2 separate regions of the Mus musculus genome follow, and region 1 is linked to region 2. A link is a contact called in public HiChIP or PLAC-seq data. All regions are on one chromosome and are shown on one strand. The core of a region is the stretch at or near the end of the contact, and the rest is flanking DNA. Distances in the headings are between cores, read along the strand shown. Region 1 overlaps Bcar3 (breast cancer anti-estrogen resistance 3). Region 2 has its middle 5.4 kb from the start of Abcd3.

What was found. HiChIP or PLAC-seq counts read pairs in DNA pulled down with a chosen protein or histone mark.
Region 1: a FOXA1 HiChIP or PLAC-seq map of pancreatic cancer cells shows a contact between it and region 2. The contact joins two enhancer-like sites. A contact is called at or near these places in 1 of 39 promoter capture datasets (cranial neural crest) and 2 of 115 datasets of contacts at active chromatin or transcription factors (bone marrow-derived macrophages and pancreatic cancer cells).

What each region holds. Positions count from the first base shown.
Region 1 is chr3:122,456,415-122,460,529 of GRCm38.p6, forward strand. All of the region lies in intron 3 of Bcar3 (breast cancer anti-estrogen resistance 3), which reads left to right. Among named protein-coding and RNA genes, the nearest start is that of Gm34349, 22 kb to the right of the region's middle. Within about 2 kb of position 2,532, at least 43 of the 459 cell types and tissues checked have an H3K27ac peak or open chromatin away from gene starts, as enhancers often do. A contact at or near this core is called in pancreatic cancer cells, where this site is marked.
Region 2 is chr3:121,818,599-121,822,868 of GRCm38.p6, forward strand. No RefSeq gene overlaps it. Among named protein-coding and RNA genes, the nearest start is that of Abcd3, 5.4 kb to the left of the region's middle. Within about 2 kb of position 1,478, at least 25 of the 459 cell types and tissues checked have an H3K27ac peak or open chromatin away from gene starts, as enhancers often do. A contact at or near this core is called in pancreatic cancer cells, where this site is marked.

The sequences.
Region 1 (4,115 bases), core at 1,282-3,781, 640 kb after region 2:
TGCAATTCCTTCTTTATGGTTATCTCCTACCAGAGCCTCAGTCCCTCTGTTCACCAAGTATAACCCTGATCCTTGCTCCAGTGACACATTTCCCCCATTTTATAAAATGCTAAACCCCTTAGACAAGAATCCCATGATGAATGTTGCTAAAGATGGGCTGTTTTAGGATGGTCTGTTTTAGTACAGTAGCCCTCGTGTCTCTGTGGTTTTACCTGTCCACAACCAACCATTATCCCAAAACACTAAATGAAAAGTTTCAGAAATCAGTAGTTCGCCACTTCTTAAGTTATGTGTGTTTCTGTGGAGCATCTTGAAATCTTGTTGTGTGCTGCTCATCTTTTGGTGTATCCGCACTGTATATGTTGCCGTTCCGTTAGTCACACAGTAGCAGATGATTGTCACAGTACTGCAGTGCTGGTGTTAAGTAATTGTCACAGCACTGCAGTGCTGGTGTTAAGTAATTGTCACAGCACTGCAGTGCTTGTGTTAAATGGTCTTTATTTTCTTGATGGGTTCCAGAGCATAAAAGAGTGATATGAAGACAGCACTGGGTGTTACACAAGAAAAGCTGGATTGGCTCTGTTTCCATGGTAACCCTGCAGGGCACCTAGGATAAAGCATAGTATGGTATCTATAGACTATGTTATTATCTATGATTTCAGTCATCCACTGAGCGTCTTGGAATATATCCCTGAGGATAAGGGAAGGACTATTTTATTATCTTGAGTTATTGCGACTCGTTCACGAATGCCAAACACTGTGCATTGAGCTATTTAGCTTAAGAGGCTGTATAGTGGATTTCAGCATCTTCTGTTTATCCTTGCTTCCCCTGCCTTCTCCTGGCAAGATGGATGGAACTGCCCTTTGGAGTCTTGAAGAGTCTTTTTCCCAATAGAATTTTGTTTTGTTTAGGGGGAGGGAGGTCTGGTGTTCAGGAATGTATGGTGAGCTTTCTCCCTTCCCTGATCTGAATCCTGTCGAGCTTTAAACTGTGACTGCATCCTTGATTGATGAGCAAAGCTTTGTTTTTCTTTTCTTTTTTGTCCCTGCCGTGTGTGTGTGTGTGTGTGTGTGTGTGTGTGTGTGAGTGTGTATGTGAGTGTGTGTGTGTGAGTGTGTGTGTGTGTGTGTCCCCTGAAGAGACCAGAAGAGAGCATCAGATCTCCTGGAGCTGTAGGTACAGATGTATTGATCCACACCCGGTCCTCTGGAAGAGCAACAAGTGCTCTTAACCACCGAGCATCTCTCCAGTGCTCAGCTTTTATCATTTTCTTACTTTGCCCTTGGTCTAAAGAAACGGCTAGGAAGAAGGTTGAGCCAGTATGGAATATGTCATGGTCTCAATGGCTCAGAAAGCTCCAACAGAACATTGAGGGAGGTGTCTCTGAGCACAAGGTCCCAAAGATGCCACCTGTCAATCTTCCTGAGTCAGCTCTGCCCATCACAGCACCTCTCTGATAGGACTGTCCCTCAGAGCCAAGCCAACAGTGTCAGAAAGACCTGACTCAGGGAACTGCCCCTGTGATTGGATAGTGGCTGAAGAGAGGTGGAGGCAGAGGAGAGAGAAGCATAGACAAAGGGAGGCGTGGTCTGGCTCCAGCTTTGAGCTGCTCCCTCTCTACAATCTCTGGGAGCATTCAGTGTCTTTGGGGCATCTAGAAAAAAGAAATTCTACATTAAGCATATTGTGCCTTGAAGGGCCCTTCTGATAGGTCCCCCACTGGCCTAGAGAGCAAGAGGCAAGGAGGCCAGAGTTCTTGTTGAGGGGCTTAATATTACTCTAGAATGGAAGCGATCTTCTCAGTGGCCAAGCCTCATCTGAACAGAAGCATCCACCTTGTGGCAAGGCAGAGCATCTCCCTGTCTTCCCTCTCCCTTCCCTCTGAAGCTGCCCTCTGCCTCCCCAGCCTGAGTCTGACCCCATAGCTGGTGGCTGGTCTGCAGTGTCAAGACAGACAGGGCTAAAGGGAGAGAGGAGCTAAACTTCTGCTCTGCCCAGTTCTGTGTCCTGCTCTCACCTGAGGGTTTGTATCTGTGGCACATTAAAAGGGGACAGGATCACAGATGCCTTGGGGTGTCTAAGCTCTTTGCATATGAAATGGAAGGAAATCCACCTGGCTGAGAAGCCTCTGGGTGGTTGGTGGGGTTGCAGCTGGGCCTCCCACCTATAACCTAGAGGCTGCATTTGATGTGTGGATGGGTCAGGAAAATATATGGATGATCTGAAGTATCCTCCTACCCCTGGGGGCAGAGGTGGCGGCTCCTTCCTCACCGATTTTGTGTTTCCTCTGCCCTTGGAGAGTGTTGGGGTTTTTTTCTCTCTTTTCTACTCTTCTTGCTTCATGAATATTCCCCCTCACATTTTCCCCTCCTGTAATAGCTCAGAAGGCTGTCATCTTGACAGTTGGACCCATAGCTGTCTTATATAATCACAGAGCCTTTTCTGTAGTCAAATATAACTGCGTCTCACTACACCTCACTGAGATCGGAATGTACACATCTTAGCGGGCCCCACCTTTCCTGCTGCCTACCGTGTGGTCGCTGACTCGGTGAGGGCTGAACAGCTCTGGAATTTTCCTCTCCGTATCTGGCATACCTGATGCTAGATAAAAACCAACCTTTAAAAAAAAAAAAAAAAAAAAAAAAAAAAGAAGTAAATAGCTCTGAGAGGTAGTAAGTAGCCCTGGGCTTGGCTGTAGAGTTTCGTGCCCACCTATTTCCTGCCTGGTCTTGTCATATACATAGCCCTGTCAAGACATAGTCACTCTGTGTCCGGTCTTTTGACATGTCAAATGATTGCTTAGAATGTTTGATCAAGTTTGCTAGTGATGCTAAAGCTGTTAGTAATAGTTGAGTGTGATGTCCTTCCAACGGGAACTGGGTGATATGTAACGTCGGTCTCCCCCACAGAGGGGGTTTGGTCCACACTCGGGTTTTAATTAATAATGTAACCCTGAACTTAAACTTTCTCTATGGAGTCCTTCTTCCCCATAAATGAGAATGCTGGGAAAGGTTTTGTTGTTCTAATTTTAACATTTTAGGGACCTCTGCGTCTATGAGAGACTGGAGAGAAAGACATCTTTTTTAGGAAGTGGTAGGAATTCTTATGTTGTCTCCTTGGTTTGTTGTTGTTTGAGAAAGATTATGTCACCAAGGCTAGCCACAAAGTCATTATGTAGCCCAGGCTGGCAAGCTGGACATTTGTAATCCTTTTGCCTCAGCCTTCTGAGAGCCCATATTATAGGTGTGTGTCACTTCTACCGCTTATGCTCACCCTCTTGATTATAAAATTGCCATATTGTTTGGATGGCGGGAAGCATTCCAAGTTGTATCTCAGATACCAGGACCAAGGGTGTAATGGACAATGATCAGCTACCACTTCGGTCCCTTCCGAAGACTGGAGAGTCACACTGTCTATTTACTTTATGATCCACTATGTTGCACTTATAAAAAATATTCCTGCTGTTCCTAGATGATCTATATTCTATTTATTTATTTTTGTGTGTGCGTGGAAATCAGGATATCTTGCAGAAGTCAGTCCTCACCTTCCACGTTTCATGGGTCCTGGGGATTAAAACTCAGGCTGTCAGGGTTGGCAGCAATCACCTTTGCTGCTGAGCCATCTCAGTCCTGGGTCATTTTTGTAACCCCTTTATAAACTTAATTTTACACCTACTCTTGTGTGCTTCAATAGTCAGCCCATCTTCTTGCACTAAATTCCATAGGCTTATATTACTCTCTCTCCCTCCTCTCCTCTCCTCTCCTCTCCTCTCCTCTCCTCTCCTCTCCTCTCCTCTCCTCTCCTCTCCTCTCCTCTCCTCTCCTCTCCTCTCCTCTCCTTCCTTCCTTCCTTCCTTCCTTCCCCCTTTCTTTCTCTCTCTCTCTGCCCCCTCTTTCTTTTTAGTGTAACTTCCTTTTGTGATTAAAATTTTAAATAGTATATAATTACATTGCTTCCTTTCTTCTCCTCTTCCCAACCCCTCCCATCCCTGCCCCAAATCCCTCTCAAACTGATGGCCTCCTTTTGAGTTTTATCGAAAGACACACATACACATATGCATAAATATATAAGTATAGCCTGCTGGGTTTGTTCAGCATGGTTTGTGTGTATATGG
Region 2 (4,270 bases), core at 228-2,727:
AACTGCGATGCTCCGGAACTCCTGACTCACAGATGCTGCGGAAATAATGCACGTTTGCTGTGTTCAGACACTAAATTTAGAGTGTGATCTCTTTGCAGCTGATTGATTCAGGTCAACCCTATTAAAAAGCAAAAACTGGGACATATGAGATTTGGAGGAAATAGTGGGAAACAAAGCAGATTGAGGAAGATGGCTAAGGCTGAGGTTAGGGGAGAGTGGAATGAGAGAGAATGTTGAAATGCTTAGTATTGTGGTGGTTTGTATATACTTGGCCAGGGAGGGGCACTATTAGGAGGCGTGGCCTTGTTGGAGGAAGTGTGTCACATTGGGGGTGCACTTTGAGAACCTCCTCCAAGCCACGGGGGTGGGGAGGGGGAGACAATCTTCTATTTGCCTTTGGGACAAGATGTGGAACTTCCAGCTCCTCTAGCACCTTGCCCGCCTGGACACTGCTATGTTTCCCACTGGGACGATAGTGGACTGAACCTCTGAACCTGGAAGTCAGCCCCAATTAAATGCTGTCCTTTATAGGAGTTGGTCGTGGTGTCTCTTCACAGCAATGGAAACCCTAACTAAGGAAAGTGTCAACATGTGGAAGGCATAAAGCGCCAAGTTAACAGAGTGTGATTTATTCTGCGTGCACGGATAAGCGTTAACTGCATGCATAAGTTTGGGGGAAGATTAGTACATCAGCTTTAGGGTAGAACATGCTTCAAGAGCAGGAAGAATAGACTGGAGGAGGAACTATAAAGCTGAGAGACCAGTTTACACACTACGTGAAATATCTAGGCAAAAGGTAGTGAGAACCGATTCAAGGCAGCACGGAGCAAATACCAAGAGTGGATTTCATCTGTATAGGGGGGAGGTGATACTGTTAATTAATAGGGAGAAAACTTTTTAACAGGCTGTGCCATCTCCTGGCTGTCTGAGAGGACAGTAATATTTACCCAAAGTCTATGACACAGAAGTGATGCACACTTGTTATGGGGGATAATGAGATGCAAATGAGCAAGCCCCTTACTGTTTTCTCATCACCAAGATACACTCCAGGATCCTCACGTCCATGTGAAGCTGGGCTGTGCCAGAAGCCTTGGCTACCTTTCCAAACCTCCCACCCCAGGAACTGAGGGAACACGCCAGTCACTTCCTCCCTGGAGGTTTTATTCTTTCTGCCTTAGATTACCAGACAGTCTTTGCCCTGTTTCCCACTCAGTGCACTCTAAAAGATAAAACTCTCCTTTCCAGACTCTGGTAGGATCTGAAACTTCAATTTGTATTTGAGTTTTGACACAGGTAGCGAAGCTCTCCCCCTCAACGAAGGCAATGCTGTATAGAGCCTGTTCTCCAAATTGGAGAAAAGGGAAGAAGAAAATGTCTAATTTGATATCTCAAGAAGTTATCTTGTGAGTCACCCATTGAGGACACACCTACAAGTAAATAAAATGGCCCTGCCCTCTCATGATTAGCAATGTGAACAAAGACACAGTCAAAAGGGAAATGCCATAAAAAACTGTGTTGGCTATAAAATCAAAATTATGTATGGATCTGAAAGAGGGAAAAACTAACCTAAGCTAGGGGCTTTCCAGGAAACCAGGTTGTGGTGCCAGACGTTTACTGTAATTCTCACATTAATCTTACTTCGCCATGGCTGCCCTTGTGTGCTTAGTTCGTCTTGTTTGTGCACTCGGTCAGGTACAGAGCAAAATGACATCAGTCTTGATGTTCCATCCAGCAACTCAGTGCCCAGCCATCTCTCTGTGTGATCCAACCAAACACTCCTTCAAAACCTCAGTAATGCTCAGCCTGACTAGTTGTTCCGTTCAATACCAGCATTCTCTTTTGAGGGGCCCAACTGCTGCAGGGAACCACACCTGTGGTTGGATTCTTCACTGAGCTGTGCCAGGTCTCCTTCCTAGACAGCGAACTTCACACAATACCCTCCTCAGGCCGAAGTCCTGCTCCACACTCTTTGTAAGACATGGGCCCAATATCTGGCCCCCACGCTCTCCACCACCACCCACCAGAATGGAAAATTGCATAATTGAAAACAGAGTCTCATACATTCCAATCTGGCCTTTACCTCACTATGTAGCTGGAGAGGACCTTGACCCTCGGATCCTCCTACGTCCAAGTACTGGAATTGCAGGCTTGGACCACCATGCTTAGTTTATGTGTGCAGAGGATCCACCCAGAGGCAAGCACTGAGCTACATCCCCAGCCTCAGTGGGTGGGGGAGGAGGAGAGGCCAGGTGGTTTTAAAGTAAAATTTATACAGCATTCAATGGACTCTTTATTATTTTCATTTTTATGTATTTTTAAAACTATTGACCATAGTTTTGCCAATATAACTGCATTTTATAGTGATACATTTTGAGATAAGACATATAAACTGTCTTATAACGACATGTGCCAATATGTTAACTCATACGGAACTATCCAATTTGTGTAGGTAATAAATTGGTTAAAGACTTATTAGTGGTTATTGTTGTTATGGAGAAAAGACAGAACTCAGCAGATGAAGAGGACACAGGACATCTGAGGATGAGTGTAGTAGCAGGCACTCTCAGGGGCCTGTTATATTCTGATTTAGGAAGAAATCATTTTATCGCCCAACCATCTGTCATAGGATCTGATGCCCTCTTTTAGGTATATGTGAAGACAGGTCACTCATATACATAAAAGAAGAAGGAAAGAGGAGGAGGAAGAGGAGGAGGAGTTGATGGTGATGATGATGGTGCAGCAAGGCTGGGAAGATAGCTCAATGAGTAAAGTGACTGCTGTAAAGTGTGAGGACGTGAGTTTGAATCCCCAGACCCAGGTAACACAGCACACGGTAGCATGCCTATAATCTGAGCACTCTTACTTCAGGATGGGAGACAGAGACAGGAAAAATCCAGAAACCCACCAGCCAGCTAGCCTGACAGACAGTAGAGGACAGAAAGGGGGAAAAGAAAAAATCCGTCCTGGCTCACACTAGGTAAACAAATGGTAGGCACCAATAGCCAAGGTTATCCTCTGACCTCCACATGTACCCAAGGTTATCCTCCGACCTCCACATACGTGCCATGGCAAGCAAATGTTCTCACACACATACACACACGTAAAGACTTTTTAAAGGATGTAGAAGAAGCACACCTGGGGAGGTGGCCCATGCCTATGGTTCCAGCCACTCCATGAGATGAGGCAACAGAAGAGCTGGAGCCCAGGACTCTGGCCAGCCTAGGCAAAACAGTGTGACTTTCAACTCAAGACAAAAAGAAAGAAAGAAGAGGAAGAAAATACAGACGCTTTCCCACTGAGCAACGCACCCAGCCCGTACAAATATTTATTTAATGCGGCCCTTGACCTCCTCCTTTCCTGCAGCCACATAGGTTACTACTCAGCAGTCCAGGCTCTGCCAACCTTTGCATTTTGATCCAATAGCTTCAGGCTTAATCTCCTGTCCCATCCCAACACTGTTCTTCTTTCCATGTTTGAGTCAATCAGTTCTGTGTTTTCTCTGTCTTTCCCTATCCCCAAGTCATGATGGAAGTCCACTCGATTCCTCCACAAAGCAATTATATAGCTCTTGTATGAGTGAGTACTAAGTATGAGTACCATACTCACATATTTACTTGGCCTTTGTTTCCCTCAAACACTGAATTCCTTCAGGGAAAGGGCTGCAGGTTCTTTTTTCCTTCAGAGGGACAAAGTGAGGCCATCTGGGTCTCTGGGTCAGAGAACCTCTGCTGCTTCTCAGCTCTTTCCAATGAAAGCAAGCATGGGCAATAATGCACACGAACAGGCTGTGTTAAGAGAAACCTCGAGTACAAAAAACCTTGAATTCAATAATGGATTTTCATGTACAATGAAAGATTGTTTTTCAATCACTGCTGCTTTAAGTTGATTGAAAAATGCAAAAGGTACGAACTGGATGTCCATTCAGGAGGTGGGGGCAGGAGAGTCAAGAGTTCAAGGCCAGCCTTGGCTACATACGCAACAATAAGAAATTCAAGGCCATAGTTAGTTCAAAGCCCGCTTGGGATATGTGATCCTTTCTTGGAAATGGAGGGAGAAGGAGGGAGGAGGGAGGAGGTGGGGGAGAACTGCAAAATGATTCTTAGCTCACAGGCTCTATAAACACAGGAGGTGAGGCGGATTTGGCTGGACAGCAGTAATTTGCTATTTCATTAGGGACATGAAAGAACTGGCTAGGAACCTGCTGCCAGGAGCAACCACTGACCTAGATTTCTTTTGTTTTCCACCTCGCTACATATTACTTTTATGGACT